Linked DNA regions of Mus musculus: regions 2 and 3 are each linked to region 1. The links are chromatin contacts, called in public HiChIP or PLAC-seq maps. All regions are on one chromosome and are shown on one strand. Each heading gives the region's core, a stretch centred on a gene start, on an enhancer-like site or on the middle of the called end of the contact. The rest is flanking DNA. Distances are from core to core; before and after follow the strand shown. Region 1 holds the start of Lamc1 (laminin, gamma 1). Region 2 overlaps Rgl1 (ral guanine nucleotide dissociation stimulator,-like 1). Region 3 overlaps Ncf2 (neutrophil cytosolic factor 2).

The links. HiChIP or PLAC-seq counts read pairs in DNA pulled down with a chosen protein or histone mark.
Region 2: a contact with region 1 is called in an H3K27ac HiChIP or PLAC-seq map of extraembryonic endoderm stem cells, with 4 times the contacts expected there. The contact joins the enhancer-like site here to the promoter of Lamc1 in region 1. A contact is called at or near these places in 5 of 39 promoter capture datasets (the 3T3-L1 cell line, 3T3-L1-derived adipocytes, the C10 cell line and 1 more) and 3 of 115 datasets of contacts at active chromatin or transcription factors (astrocytes, embryonic basal ganglia and extraembryonic endoderm stem cells).
Region 3: an H3K4me3 HiChIP or PLAC-seq map of embryonic stem cells shows a contact between it and region 1, with 12 read pairs. The contact joins the enhancer-like site here to the promoter of Lamc1 in region 1. A contact is called at or near these places in 11 of 39 promoter capture datasets (the 3T3-L1 cell line, the C10 cell line, the HPC-7 cell line and 7 more), 17 of 115 datasets of contacts at active chromatin or transcription factors (the 230-238 cell line, astrocytes, craniofacial prominence and 7 more) and 2 of 9 other capture datasets (adipose tissue and liver).

Annotation. Positions count from the first base shown.
Region 1 is chr1:153,330,917-153,335,382 of GRCm38.p6, reverse strand. It overlaps Lamc1 (laminin, gamma 1), which reads left to right and starts at 2,597. Exons shown (of 28, transcript NM_010683.2): 1 at 2,597-3,255. The coding sequence starts at 2,844.
Region 2 is chr1:152,554,479-152,558,944 of GRCm38.p6, reverse strand. Rgl1 (ral guanine nucleotide dissociation stimulator,-like 1) reads left to right here. Exons shown (of 18, transcript NM_016846.4): 5 at 1,358-1,542. Among named protein-coding and RNA genes, the nearest start is that of Gm51749, 17 kb to the right of the region's middle. Within about 2 kb of position 2,589, at least 176 of the 459 cell types and tissues checked have an H3K27ac peak or open chromatin away from gene starts, as enhancers often do. A contact at or near this core is called in 3T3-L1-derived adipocytes, astrocytes, embryonic basal ganglia and 1 more, where this site is marked.
Region 3 is chr1:152,807,510-152,811,975 of GRCm38.p6, reverse strand. It overlaps Ncf2 (neutrophil cytosolic factor 2), which reads right to left. Exons shown (of 16, transcript NM_010877.5): 2 at 3,771-4,466; 3 at 976-1,058. The coding sequence starts at 3,944. Among named protein-coding and RNA genes, the nearest start is that of Ncf2, 9.6 kb to the right of the region's middle. Within about 2 kb of position 1,920, at least 77 of the 459 cell types and tissues checked have an H3K27ac peak or open chromatin away from gene starts, as enhancers often do. A contact at or near this core is called in the HPC-7 cell line, adipose tissue, differentiating embryonic stem cells and 4 more, where this site is marked.

The DNA.
Region 1 (4,466 bases), core at 1,348-3,847:
CACCTGTTTTTGAAATTGTGTTAGAAAGTCTTTGGTGTGCCTGAATCAACACTCAGAAAATGATGACTAGCATGGTGAATCATGCCTACGGGTCTCAGCACTGGGGATGCTGAGGCAGGAGGACTGGTGTGGGATCCAGGCCAGCCTGGACTACTGAGTGAAACTGTTTCATCTCCTCTCTCTCCACTCCTCATCCATACTATGAAACAAATCTTCATCATCAAGCGTATTGGCTGGATACAATTTATTGCTTTAAAAAAACCCAATACTTTCTTGTTATTTTAACATATTCCAGGGAGCAATAGGATTTAGTGGTTGATTCAAGGTTCCTTCATGTGCTTTACAAATGGCACGTGAAGGTCTTGTGATGAAATTACAGAGGAAAGTACCATAAATAGCAGCTTGGAGTTAACTTTGGACCTCAGAAACCAAAAGAAAACAATGTAAAGGACACACACTAGTTTGTTTAGCATGTTTGCACTGAGACATCATTCCCTCCAGGGTTATGTGACTAGAGTGATTTTGTTTCAGCCACCTAAAAAAACTGGTTCTCAGCCTTCCTAACACTGTGACCCTTTAACATAGTTCTTCACACTGTGGAGACCCCCAACAATGAAATCATCTTCAATGCTATTTCATAACTGTAATTTTCTAGTTATGGGCAGTATGTAAATATCTCTGTTTTCCAATGGTCTTTACATAATGCCTGTGAAAGGGTCATTAGACCCCTGCTAAGGGTCATGACTGGCAGGTTGAGAACCATTGATTTAAAATATTATAGCTCCCATGTTTCTTTCTCCAAAGGGTTACAAGGAGTAAAGAGTTAGAGACCCTTAGCATACCTAATCTCCATCATCTCATCCAATAAGTCAGGTGGATGCATTCCCGAGTAATTCCAGTATTAAAAGCTCTCTGAACAGTATCCTTTACCCATCATAAATAGTCCATTATGCTTGGGCCCTCTTAATTAGGGCTTGTGGCTCTAACACTGACCCTAACGATCATTACCTAGTTATTGTTATATTTCATCATTTCATATGCCCACTACCCCATCTTAAAACTCACATTTATTTATTTATGTGTCATATCATCACACACACACACACACACACACACACACACACACACACACACACACACACACACACGCACACGCGCGCGCGCCCACAAGTCTCATGGTGCAGGTGTGGAAATCAGAATGTGGTTCCTGGAGATTGAACTCAGGTCACCAAGCTTGGTGGCAGGTGCTTTTACCCACTGGGCCATCTTGTAGCTATCAGTATCATTATCTTAAAAAGACTACTGATCCGGAGCTTACACTTTGCTGGTCTGCTTTGCATCTTGGGTTGGGATTAGCACAGTGTGCTGCCAAGCCCGGCTCTCAGCTGGTTCATTTTTACAGCACCCTCCCTTCCCCTGTCTGCTGGTCCTATCAGCACTGCAGGTAGTTCTGATCTGAGACTAAAACGCATGATCTTTTGGCTCGGGCTCTGGGAACTGAGTCATTCTGGCACTGACAATATTCTGTGACTCAGCAGGTCCGAAGAGGAGGATGTCAGAATCCAGATAATTTCGAGTCTTTTAAAGGCAAGCTAGGACACACAAACAACAGAGTGGAAGAATTTCAAAGCAGGTCTGCGTATCCAGGGGAAAATGTCATTCCATTCCCAGCCTTCTCACTTCCTTCCTTGCCCGGTTAAATGACAGTCACATTTTAATTTAGAGCAAGGAAATCACAAAATTGACTCTGAAGCTGAGATCGAGCCCTGTGTTCCACAGGGATCCAGTCCCTTGGACACCTCGGGATCTCTCCCCTCAGCGTGGGCAGGGCTTGCCCCGGGATACAGGAGGCAATGCCCGGGACGGCTGGGGAGGGCGAGGTCACGCAGGCCACCGCACCGTTGCGCTGTGTTCAGGCTCCAGAGTCAGGTAGTGGCTGAGCTATACCGTAAGGACTGACATCTGGTTGGGCCAGGGTCCAAGTCCTCATGAAGTCAAAAACACAGATTCCGGGCCACCTCACCCACCTGCGTCTCCCTTTAAGAACCTCCTCTTAGCCTCATACCCTCCAGGGCAAGATCCTCTAAGGTACAAGACCTGGATGAGGGTTCCCAACCCACCGAAGCCCCTACCCTCCCAGCATGCACTGCCCAGCACCCCACACCCCACGCCCCGCCCTCCTTCCCTCACTCACGCTCCCTCTCCGCCCACCTTGGGCCCCTCCCTCTTACCCCCTCGCCCAGCCCACCTCTAGTCACGCCCATCCAGAAGTCCTCCCACTTGACCCCTTGCCTCTTCCATCTCGCGCCCCCCTCCCTTTTGCTGCCGGTCCCGCCCTCCTCGCACCCCACCCTCCTACTCCACCGCCCCGCCCACCTCGCGCCCGGTCCTCTGGCTCCCGCCCCTCCCATCTCGCTTCTCTGGCCCACCGCCCTCCAGGCCGCCCCCGCCGCCGCCGGGAGTCGCTGGGGAGGACGCGTAGGGCGGGGAGCAGCTCCTGGCCCGCGTGAGCTGCCGAGGAGGCCGGCCTTGGGTTTTCTCCACCGCCAGATCCCACCCCGCCGGGCAGACCCCACCCCCTTCTCCTTCCTCCTGGGGCGCGCTCTCGAGTGCGCGCTCGGAAGTCGGGGGTCGGCGCACAGTGCAGGCTGCGCACCGGGAGGTAGCGGAGGCAGCGCGATCTTGGCTCGGACGCCCACCCATCGGCTCTGCGTCCGGCTCTCGGCCTCCAGCCCGGTCCACAGCCCGGCCTCGGCCCGCAGCGGAGGATCGGCCTCGGGATACGCCGCTAGGCGAGTGCAGCGCGGCACCCCAGCCTTTGCCGAGGGCCCGCGCGCAGCGGGATGACGGGCGGCGGGCGGGCCGCGCTGGCCCTGCAGCCCCGGGGGCGGCTGTGGCCGCTGTTGGCTGTGCTGGCGGCTGTGGCGGGCTGTGTCCGGGCGGCCATGGACGAGTGCGCGGATGAGGGCGGGCGGCCGCAGCGCTGCATGCCGGAGTTTGTTAATGCCGCCTTCAATGTGACCGTGGTGGCTACCAACACGTGTGGGACTCCGCCCGAGGAGTACTGCGTGCAGACTGGGGTGACCGGAGTCACTAAGTCCTGTCACCTGTGCGACGCCGGCCAGCAGCACCTGCAACACGGGGCAGCCTTCCTGACCGACTACAACAACCAGGCCGACACCACCTGGTGGCAAAGCCAGACTATGCTGGCCGGGGTGCAGTACCCCAACTCCATCAACCTCACGCTGCACCTGGGTAAGCGATGACAGCCCCGTCCCCACTACTCGCTCACGGTCCAGCTCCGGGGCCGCATCCATGGAGCCGCTGGTCCGGCCTGAGGGGCCTGTCCAGCCGCGTGCTGACGGTCTGTTCTCCAGCGTGGGCCACACACAGAAATTCCTTTCTCCAACTTCTAAAATTCATCTCGCTTTGAACATCCGGTGAGGGCCACCATGTCCCACGCTAGCATCTCTCTCTTTTTTTCTTACTCTTTCTAGTCCAACCGGATTCTCGTTCCGTTGATTCTTTTCTATTTCAGCAGTTAGGATTTTGGACCAACACCCCCCCACCCCCTTTTGCACCCTGAGGCGCTAATGAAACACTCATCCTGGCAGGACAGGACTATCACATAGCATGCTTACATTAGAGTCTTGAAGGTCCACTTTCAAACACTTGTCTTTAAAATGTTTGTCTGTCTCCAGGGTTGAGAATGATTGCTCTTAGTTTTGATAGGGGAATTTGAGGGGAGCAAATGCCTTTGCCGCCGGTATTTCTATGTGTAATTAAAGTGGAAGTTCACTTTTAAAGTTACTGTTCTTCAGAGCTGTTCAGCCTTAATTAGGAGCTGTTTCACTGCTAATCCTAGTTGGGAGAAAACAGAAAGGTAATGAAGACACTCTCTGTAATTGAGGGCAGTTTTGTTCCGGTGTAAAAAGCTCCAAGGCTCTCCTGGATAGTCTTCCCTTTTGCTTTGATCCGAAGCAAGTGTGGAGACAAGCATGCTTTAGAATCCAGGAGAGGGCTGAAGTAGGAGACTTCATGGCAGAGCCGTGGATGAGCAAGGCTGTGATTATCTGAACGGATCAAAGTTCCTGCTTCACCTGGAGATGTTTTCTTTACTTTTGAGACAGACAAGAGAGCAGAAAAATTTTCATTGCTGTGTTCAGTTGTGCAACATTAAGTGTGAAAAACTGATTGTTGCCCTGGGATATTTGAGAGGGATATTTTGTAGGCAGATAGTCCCCTGATCGTGGTTTCAGGGTTTTCTTTCCACTGCTCTTCATTATATTATATTATATTATATTATATTATATTATATTATATTATATTATATTATCAGGGAATTTTCTTCAGAGAAAGACTATGACTTAGAGAAAGTGCCTTGAAAGTGTAAATGACTGTGTGTGGAGGAAGTTTTAGGAGAGCAGTGTTACTGCCTCTGTAGTAGATGCTGCCTTTTTCTTTGT
Region 2 (4,466 bases), core at 1,340-3,839, 780 kb after region 1:
TGTACCACCGCTATATCCCAAACCCTTTCAAAAAACATTTTTGTGGTTCTGGAGGGATCACTCAGCCTGTGAGATGCTTGCTGCACAAGATCTACAACCTGGGTTAGATTCCCCAGCACCCGTGGATTAAAAAAAAAATTGGATGTGGTGACATGTGTTTATCATCCTACTGCTGCGGAAGCAGAGCCTAGAGTATTTCTAGAGCTTGCTGACCAGCCATCCTAGCCTATCGGTGACCCCCCAGGTCCCAATGAGAGACCCATCTCAACAGACAAGGCAGATGGCTCCTAAGGAGTGGCATAGGTTACCCTCTGACCTACACACATACACTCTTTTGGGTGGGTGAAAGAGTTTTGTCACTGTAGCTAAGACAGTGTGGTTTCTTTGCCTTGGGATGCACAGGAATTTATTGATTCTCCCTGATACCTTCTCCAGCCAGCATCAGTGAACATCCCTTTCGATGGAGTTGTTTTATTAGGGAGGCAGACTAGCCTGGTGTGGAACTAACACTGAAGTGTCTTTGAAGTCTTCTGACGATGAAGCGTGGAGTAATGGCCCTGCTGCAGTTTACCCCTTTGTCATTGCTCTGACTCTGCTCTAGAGAGAGGAGCTCCCCGTAACTTACAGGCAACACCCTTAGTTACTCAGGAGGTGTCTGTAGCGCACCAAGCACCCAGAGCGTATCTGGCTGTTCTTGTGCTTTGACACCCGGGGAACCTTGTGACTCCATCACCCAGTGGTTCCTGACACGCCGTCTCATTATAATTTGAGAAACAAAGGGATAACTTTATGAGGAAAGCTTTGGTCCTTGTGCCAAAACCCTAGTGATGTTTTTAAAATTAAACAGGCATTTCCCCATTAACCTGGAGACTTCTTACTCCAGATGAGTTCTAGCCTAGTGGTAGCCAGTTATGTCCTAAGTTATCAATACGGCTACTTTTAGGCTACTTTTCTGTTTTATTACCTTTGTTCATCTATTTGTGTGGGAGTCTGAAGGGCTAGCTGAAGCATGCTACAGTGCAGGCTGTCAGAGGACAACTTGTTAACATTGTGTGGGACCCAGGCATCACTGAGCTCAGTTGTCAGGCGTGGTAGAAAGTTTCTTATTTACTGTGTCATCTTGATAGCCTGGTTTTCTGGTCTTTAATTTGAGCAAATGCACAGTTAGTGGCTTGTGTTTGGATTGTTTGGAACTCAGTAAATCCTCTTCTCATCTTTCGTCTGCCTTGGTTGGATTTTCTAACAACAAAACATTATTAGTCTCCCCAACCCTCTTCAGCTACCAGCTGTGGGGTCCAGGGCCTGTCTCGAGTCCCGTAAGCATTGTGTTCACTGTGTCTCCATCTCTCCTTCCCAGTGCCATTGCTTCCATCCTGAGGGCCTGGCTTGACCAGTGTGCGGAAGACTTCCGGGAGCCCCCTCACTTCCCTTGCCTTCAGAAGCTGCTGGAGTACCTCAAACAGATGATGCCTGGCTCTGACCCAGAGAGGAGAGCACAGAACCTTCTTGAACAGTTTCAAAAGCAGGACGTGGATTCCGACAGTGAGTACCTGTTTGGTCCCAGGGAAACCTCTACTGGGCTCTGCAATGTGGGGGCTCCCCATTCATTGACTCAATAAGAAACCCTGGTACCCTCAGAAAATTGGGATAGGTATAAAATTATTGAACTGTGAACCTCAGAACCCTAAGGTTTCAGAGTGAAAAGAGGGATTTTCAAGGCTGGATTTATGATTTTAAAGATTAAATTGTAAAACCAGCTCAGAGAAGCTAAGTAATTGCCCAGGGTGCCTACTGTTACCAGGAACAGGGTTTTCTTGATTTGTTTTTGTTTTTTTTAAACTTTCTCTTATCAACATGAATGGGCTTCTTCTCTGCCTAATGTGTTCTATCAGATATAAACGGGCGACAACCAACCAACCCTGTGTGGCTGGCAAGGGTTCAAGTCCACGTCCCTCTCACAAAAGCTTGGAAGAGGTGTTCCTCCTTTTCCCTAAAAAGCATTAGTGTCATGTCCCCTGGCAGCCCCGATTGCTGACATCGACTGTCTCTAGTGACCGAATCGAAGGAAGTCTCTGAGGCTGTTTTTTCCTATTGGAGGCTGACCTCGAGCTTCCAGGGACAAATGCAGAGCCACCACTGCTGGCCATAGAGTGTGCTGGCTGCCAGGCTCTGCAGAAATTAGTCAAGAGGTTCCATCGCGCTCCAGCGTGATGATATAGCCTTTCACCGAGGCACTGGGTAACAGTTGCCATGGCAGCTGACCCACTTGGAACTTCTGGTAGGCATTTCCTTGAAGTAATGTCCGGTTTCCTCAGTGAGGGAAAGGAAATGGCTCCTAACGCAGATAAGGGATGCTACCCCAAAGCCAAAGCAAATACAGTGACTTTAAATTCTACCCGGTACCTGTTGAGTGGTTTGTATGGACTGGGGACCAGAGAAGGGGAATGCACTTGCATCATTTGGCTCAGATTGCCAAAGGCTTTGTATCTCAGATGACTTCATCTGCCGGGAATGCTTGAATACCCTGGAAGCTCAGCTCCAGCTGCCAGACCTCAGCTCCCTTCAGGGCCTCCTCCCGCCTGCCCGCCCAGCTTTGTGCTCTGGTAGAAAACGCTGCTGCTGCTGCTGCTGTTGCACTGGAGCCCAGCTCGCCCCACTGGGGCTGCCTCTGGCCCCATGCCTAATTGGGGAACCAGTGGGACCAGTCATTGGTCCTCTCCGGCTCAGGGAATGGAGGGCAGAGCTCTTTTGGCAGGCAGAGGCAGGGACTAGGGAGGTGGCCTGACCTCACAAAAACTTTTAGGCAATACCCAAGAATGAATCTTTTCCTAAGTGTGGGCAGTTGTCATCAAGAATGCTCCAGGCCCTGTTTATGAAGTATAGGCTCCATTCCTGAAGAGGAATGTTGGGAGCTTAGTTAGTTCCCTTGTGCCTCTCACCCCCCAGCCCCCATGTCATACTCTGGAAAGCAGTGAGCTTTCCTGTGTGTTTGCAAAAGTAAAACTGTGCATAGAGATTTGTACATAACCCCTGGAGACTCAGGCAGGAGCAGTGAAAGCATAGACCAGGTCCCAGAGAGAAAGGATCACAGGTTTCACACGTAGTGACATTCTAGGTGCATGCCAGATTTACAAGGAATGAATGAATGAATGAATGAATGAATGTGTGAGTGAGTGATGTTAGTCCTTACCCTGTACTCTCCTTGGCAGAAGCTGGACAGCTTCTGCATTGTTTTATAGGTATTAAAGTACATTGTAGTCATCAGGAGGGGTAGAAGGCTCCTTGAACCTTTGATTGGCACATCCGATTTCTTCTTCACTGAATGAGAAAGTGCCAGAGTTGAGTGGAGAAGTACTGACATCAGGCGCTAGCATCCTCCACTGGGTGGGATTTTAGCTCTTTGATGGGTGCTTTTGCTTTGTATCCAGGATAACAGGAATAGATAGTGAAGCTCTCCTACCAGTCCCATTCACAACAGAACGTTCAGCTCTGAGGTCCAGAGCCAGTCCTGTAATCACAGCCCTGCCACCAGAGCGGGCAGGTAGCACATGGTACTGGACAGGTAACAGTCTCACTTTGAGCACCCCATTTCTCAATGGAAGCTTTGAAGAAGCTCTATCAATTCAATATAAGATGCCTAACAGCGTCCCCCATAAAGAGAAGGAAAAGGCTTAAAAAACGTAACCAGGCAGGGGGAGTAGTAACACGGAACTGGATTTCTGCCTGGATGCCACTGTGTGCAGCTAGGCTTCCCCAGCCCCAGCAGAAGTTCAGCTTTGACTGAAAGGGACCAAGAAGTGTGGTGGGAATGAGAGGGCCTGGGAGAAGGAGACTTCAAAGAGGAGGCTGGAGCTCGGCCCTTCAGCATTTCAGATGGGCTCCTGGGCAGTGATTCCCGTTGACTTCTTTAGGCTCTGAGCTGTGTAACTTTAGGATGGATGACCAGCAGTATAGGGTGCCAGGGCATTTATTTCCAATCTGTTTCTCACCTTTTCACTCTCTATGTGAAAGCTGACAGCAACCCTTTGATTTAGCAGCATTTGAGTCTGCTCAGTATTGTTAAAAGGACTACAGGTCTCATCACATCTCTGAAACCCCAATGACCTATCCTACCTTACCAAACCTTGGCCGGCCGCCTTGCTCAGTCTTTTAGGCATCTGGCTCTCTGTGGCTCAACAATCAAGGCTTGCAGGGCTGGGGTGTAGGTATTAGCTGGTTTGGTCCTGGAAATGTTGATGGAGTTGATGGGGGCTGAGATGAGGTTGTGTTCAGTTTTGCCTCTTTAGTTTTTGCCTGGGCTAGCCTCTGAGTGATTTCTCAGGGGTCACTCAACACCTCTCTGAGCTTAATAAGAACACGAGAATACTCAGGATTGTATCTCCATTTTGCTCCAATATATCGTTCTTGTTCGTCTCTACCTGTGGTTTTCTGAAGAGTTAGCCCTTTTCTTCCTGAATGAAAGAAGT
Region 3 (4,466 bases), core at 671-3,170, 520 kb after region 1:
CTTCCTCTCCCTAGAACGTGTGCACACATTGGACACTTTCCTGAGTCACTGCTGTCTGGCTTTGCCTAAAATATCTGAAATCCACATTTTGAATATTATCCTTTTGATATATCTGTGTGTACATGTGTGTGTGTGTGTGTGTGTGTGTGTGTGTGTGTGTGTGTGTATGTGTTTGTGTGTGTGTTCTTTGGGCATTTGAGGGTAGAATAACACTCATTTTGGGTGTTTTGTTTGATTTGGTTTTTCTTTTTACTTACGACAGTAAATAGCCTGAAATGTGCACAAGGTGATGGAGGGAAAGGGACTTCATTATTATCCCAACATCCAGAAACAACTAGAATAGTGCATTGGCCGATGCCCTTCCAGACTGTGTAACAAATGGGTTTTGTAGTAATATGGTATTTGGAAACCATTGTTTAAATTTTGCCATCAACTGTAAACTCTATCTATCTATCTATCTAAACACACATATTTAATTTGTCTGTATTAACTTATATATCTGCTGCTAACAGTTTGTATTCTTATTTTTGTGACAGGGTCATCCTCCCAGCATCCACCCTCTAGTTTAAACTGGGTTTTGCAAACACATTCAGCATGGGTGAAGCCAGGATTGATTCGCTTTCATGATGAGCCTTGTCTTGGGACTGCTCAGTCCCGCACAGAGAAGCACAGTGAACGTCCTCATTAAGGACATTGTTGAGAGGGCTGGGTAGCCAAACAACCAGCCAGTGGCTGTTTCAGGCTCCTTGCCGCTGTGCGCTAATGATGACTTACTTACAATGAGGTCAGGCTTGCCTCCCCTTCCCAGAAAAGCCTCTTGCTTACTACTCCTTGCATAACTGCCTAGAGAAAGCAAGCCAGCCTTCCTACCCACAAAAGCTGGAGGTCCTGATTGAATACCAAGACTACAGAAGAAAGCCCGATCCATCAGGCGCTGTCACGCTCCCACAGCCTGAGTGGCAGCGGACCACTTACTTCTCCATTCTGTAGTAGAGCATTCCTCTCTGGAAGTAGGCCACTGCAGAGTGCTTGTCTCTGTTGATGCTTTTGGTGAAGGCCTGCAGGAGGAAGGGTCCATAAGGAAGTGTCAGAGTATTGCCAGGGAGAGGCAAGACTTGTGTCATAATGATTCGGCAATTCAAGGTGACAAAACTGGCCCCGGGGTACAGAGATCTTGGATCAAAATGCCCTGGGGTGTTATTTCCTCTTTGCATAGCCTGTGGTAAATTACCTAATCTTCTTGAACCTCCTTGTTTTCCTCTGTAAAATAAGTGATGGGGACAGAGAGATGGCTCAGCAGATAAGAGTGCTTGCTGCACGTCCAGAGGACCTATATACACTTCCCAGCACCCACATAGTGGCTCACAACCTACACTTCCCAGCACCCACATAGTGGCTCCCAACCATCTGAAATTCTAGTTCTACGGGCTCTGATGGCCTCTCTGGCCTCCTTGAGAATCAGGTACGCACATGTTGTCAAAACAAGCATGCCATCAAAATAACCGCTCACATTAATTAAAAAAATTAATAATAAAAATAAAATAATAGTGATATAGTTAGAATGTATATTGCATTTTCTTGATACAAATTTATTGTGTGATCATTTATATCACTAAATAACAAGTAAGAAAACATATATAATATTATTCATATTGGATTAAACAGAAAGACTATGACAGATGAGATGAGAGGCCTGGTGACAGAAAAATGGAAAGAAAGATCTTGACCAGTAAGGGTAGAAGTCAGGGATCTGAAGGTGTGAGGTGGCCTTTGGTCCAGGCCAGGTTATAAGCATCCAGGGCCTATGGCAGAGCCTTGTCTGGGAGAGCTGCCTCCGTTTGTCTCCACAGCTCTCAGCTCTGAGGATGCAGCCGCACCCCTGAGGGAAGTAGGAGGAGGCATTCCTCCCTCCAGGCGGAGGCTGGATGGGGGCCGTGCTCTGCACCATCTGCTTGCTGACCGGAAGAGTCTGAGCCTATCCAGTACCTTCCTCTCCTCCTGTCAGGATGTGGATGTGTTTTTTCACTGGCTGGTCAGAGGATGAACCAGTGTGAACTGGTTCTTTGGAGGTGGTGGAGGCTGGGGAGACGTTCTGTAGGTAAAATGCTGGCCTCACAAGCCTCACAGCCTACAGAGTCCAAGTTTAAAAACAAACAAACAAACAAACCAAAACCAAAACAAACCAACAAGGGTGGAGTCACATCACATCCTTTCTAATCTTAGCGCTGGGGAGGCAGAGACAGGCTTTCTAGCCAGCTGAACCGAATGTGCAAGATCTGGGCCAATAAGAGACTGTACTGGCTGGTTTTGTGTGTCAGCTTGACACAGCTGGAGTTATCACAGAGAAAGGAGCTTCAGTTGAGGAAATGCCTCCATGAGATCCAACTGTAAGGCATTTTCTCAGTTAGTGATCAAGGGGGAAAGGCCCTTGTGGGTGGTGTCATCTCTGGGCTGGTAATCTTGGTTCTATAAGAGAGCAGGCTGAGCAAGCCAATGGAAGCAAGCCAGTAAAGAACATCCCTCCATGGCCTCTGCATCAGCTCCTGCTTCCTGACCTGCTTGAGGTCCAGTCCTGACTTCCTTGGTGATGAACAGCAGGATGGAAGTGTAAGCCGAATAAACCCTTTCCTCCCCAGTTTGCTTCTTGGTCATGATGTTTGTGCAGGAATAGAAACCCTGACTAAGACAGGGACCCTTCCTAGAAAACAACAACAACAACAAGAAGCAGGTGAAGCTCCCGCGGAGCTGTGAGATCGAGTTCAGCAGACAAAGGCACTTGCTGTGCAATCTCAGAGATTTGGGGTCGGTCACTGGATCCAGGTCAAAATGGAAGGAGGGAACTCCACAGAGTCGTCCTTTGATTGACACATGTGCGTCATGACATACGTAGCCACCCCCACCCACATCACACACGCACATGTACACACACACACACCTAAGCAATCAAGAGGCCTGCTGGTCATGTTGAACACCTCTGATCCCAGCACTTGGGAAGCAGAGGCAGGCGGATCTCTGTGAGTTCAAAACCAGCCTGATCTGTAGACTGTGTTTTAGGATAACCAGGTCTCCACAGAGAAAAATCAAAATAAAATAAAGAGAATCGAGCATGTTCAACTCCGGGCCAGAGAAAAAGTATTTTAAAAAGATGCTGATCGGGAGGCAGAGGCAGGCGGATTTCTGAGTTTGAGGCCAGCCTGGTCTACAAAGTGAGTTCCAGGACAGCCAGGGCTATACAGAGAAACCCTGTCCCAAACAAAACAAAAAACAAAAAAAGATGCTGAAATGCCCTATCCCATACCCTTGGTGAACTTCATGACTTAATTACAGTGTGAGTTTCCTCAACTAGCCTCAGAATTCTTAAAGAAGAACCCTGCCTTGTTGATCAGACTTGTTCTTTGAGCAGGCCAAACTGATAGGATGTTGCGTAAGTTCCTGGAAGCCATAATAGGCATTTTACAACTGGATACAAGGGTTTATGGTGCAGAGAAACTTTATCCAGGAGGCGAGGTAAAAGAAAACACAAATGAAGAAGTCTTCACAAAGGGTTAAAAGATGATCTTGGGTAATAAGGAGATCTCATAAAGAGCAGAGCCCCACCCATGGGTGGCTCTGAAAACCTGCCCTGGGAGCTTTTAAAACTGCCTGCCAGGCCAGGGGCAATTAGTTGGGGCCTCTGAGGTTGTTCTGGAAGGCTTTTGTTCCTTTCCGGCTCTGGGGGATGAGGTTTCCAGAGGCGGAAAGGCTATAATTACAGGGGCCCCTCAACTCACCTGCTCGGCTGCCTGCAAGTTTTCCAGGATAGTGTTCACGCAGCCTATGTTGAAGCAAATCCTCGAGTGGGGGTCCTGCACCTCGCTGAAGGCCTCCAGGGCACCCTTCCAGTCCTTCTTGTCGGCTGCGAGCACCCCTTCATTCCAGAGTCTGATGGCCTCAGCCAGGGACATGGTTAGGTGCTTACCAGAAGGCAGGATGGTAGTTCAAGGTGTCTCTCTCAGAGCTGCCGGGTAGGCGCTCCAGGCTTCAAGGTCCCAGCCTAGCGCGCAGAATGGGGTCTAGCCTCCCTTTGGGCGACTTCGTAGCGTCAGGAAGTTTCCCCATCGTTCAGGAACTGACGCATAAACTAGCATGAGAGAGAAAAGGAAGGAGAGAAGAGGGCTGGAGGAGGCTGGCTGGGAAAGAGGAAGTACATCAGAGCAGCCTGCCGTGGGCTGGTCAGTTCCTCTAAGAGCTTCTTCTATGTCCTGGGCACCTCCTACATGTCTGCTTCCCACACCCTCTGTGGGAGCCTCAGGTCAGGGGGACCTCAGCAGGTCTGGGCCTGGTCCTGTACTTGACTCTTTTTCACCCTTGGAAGACTTGCTAGCTCTGGTCCTCTCAGGCTCTGGGTCTAGGGATGTAACCCAGGCTTGTCTGAACTCCCAGTACTCCGGCCTCAGACTTTGAATTTCTGGAGTGATAGATGTGCA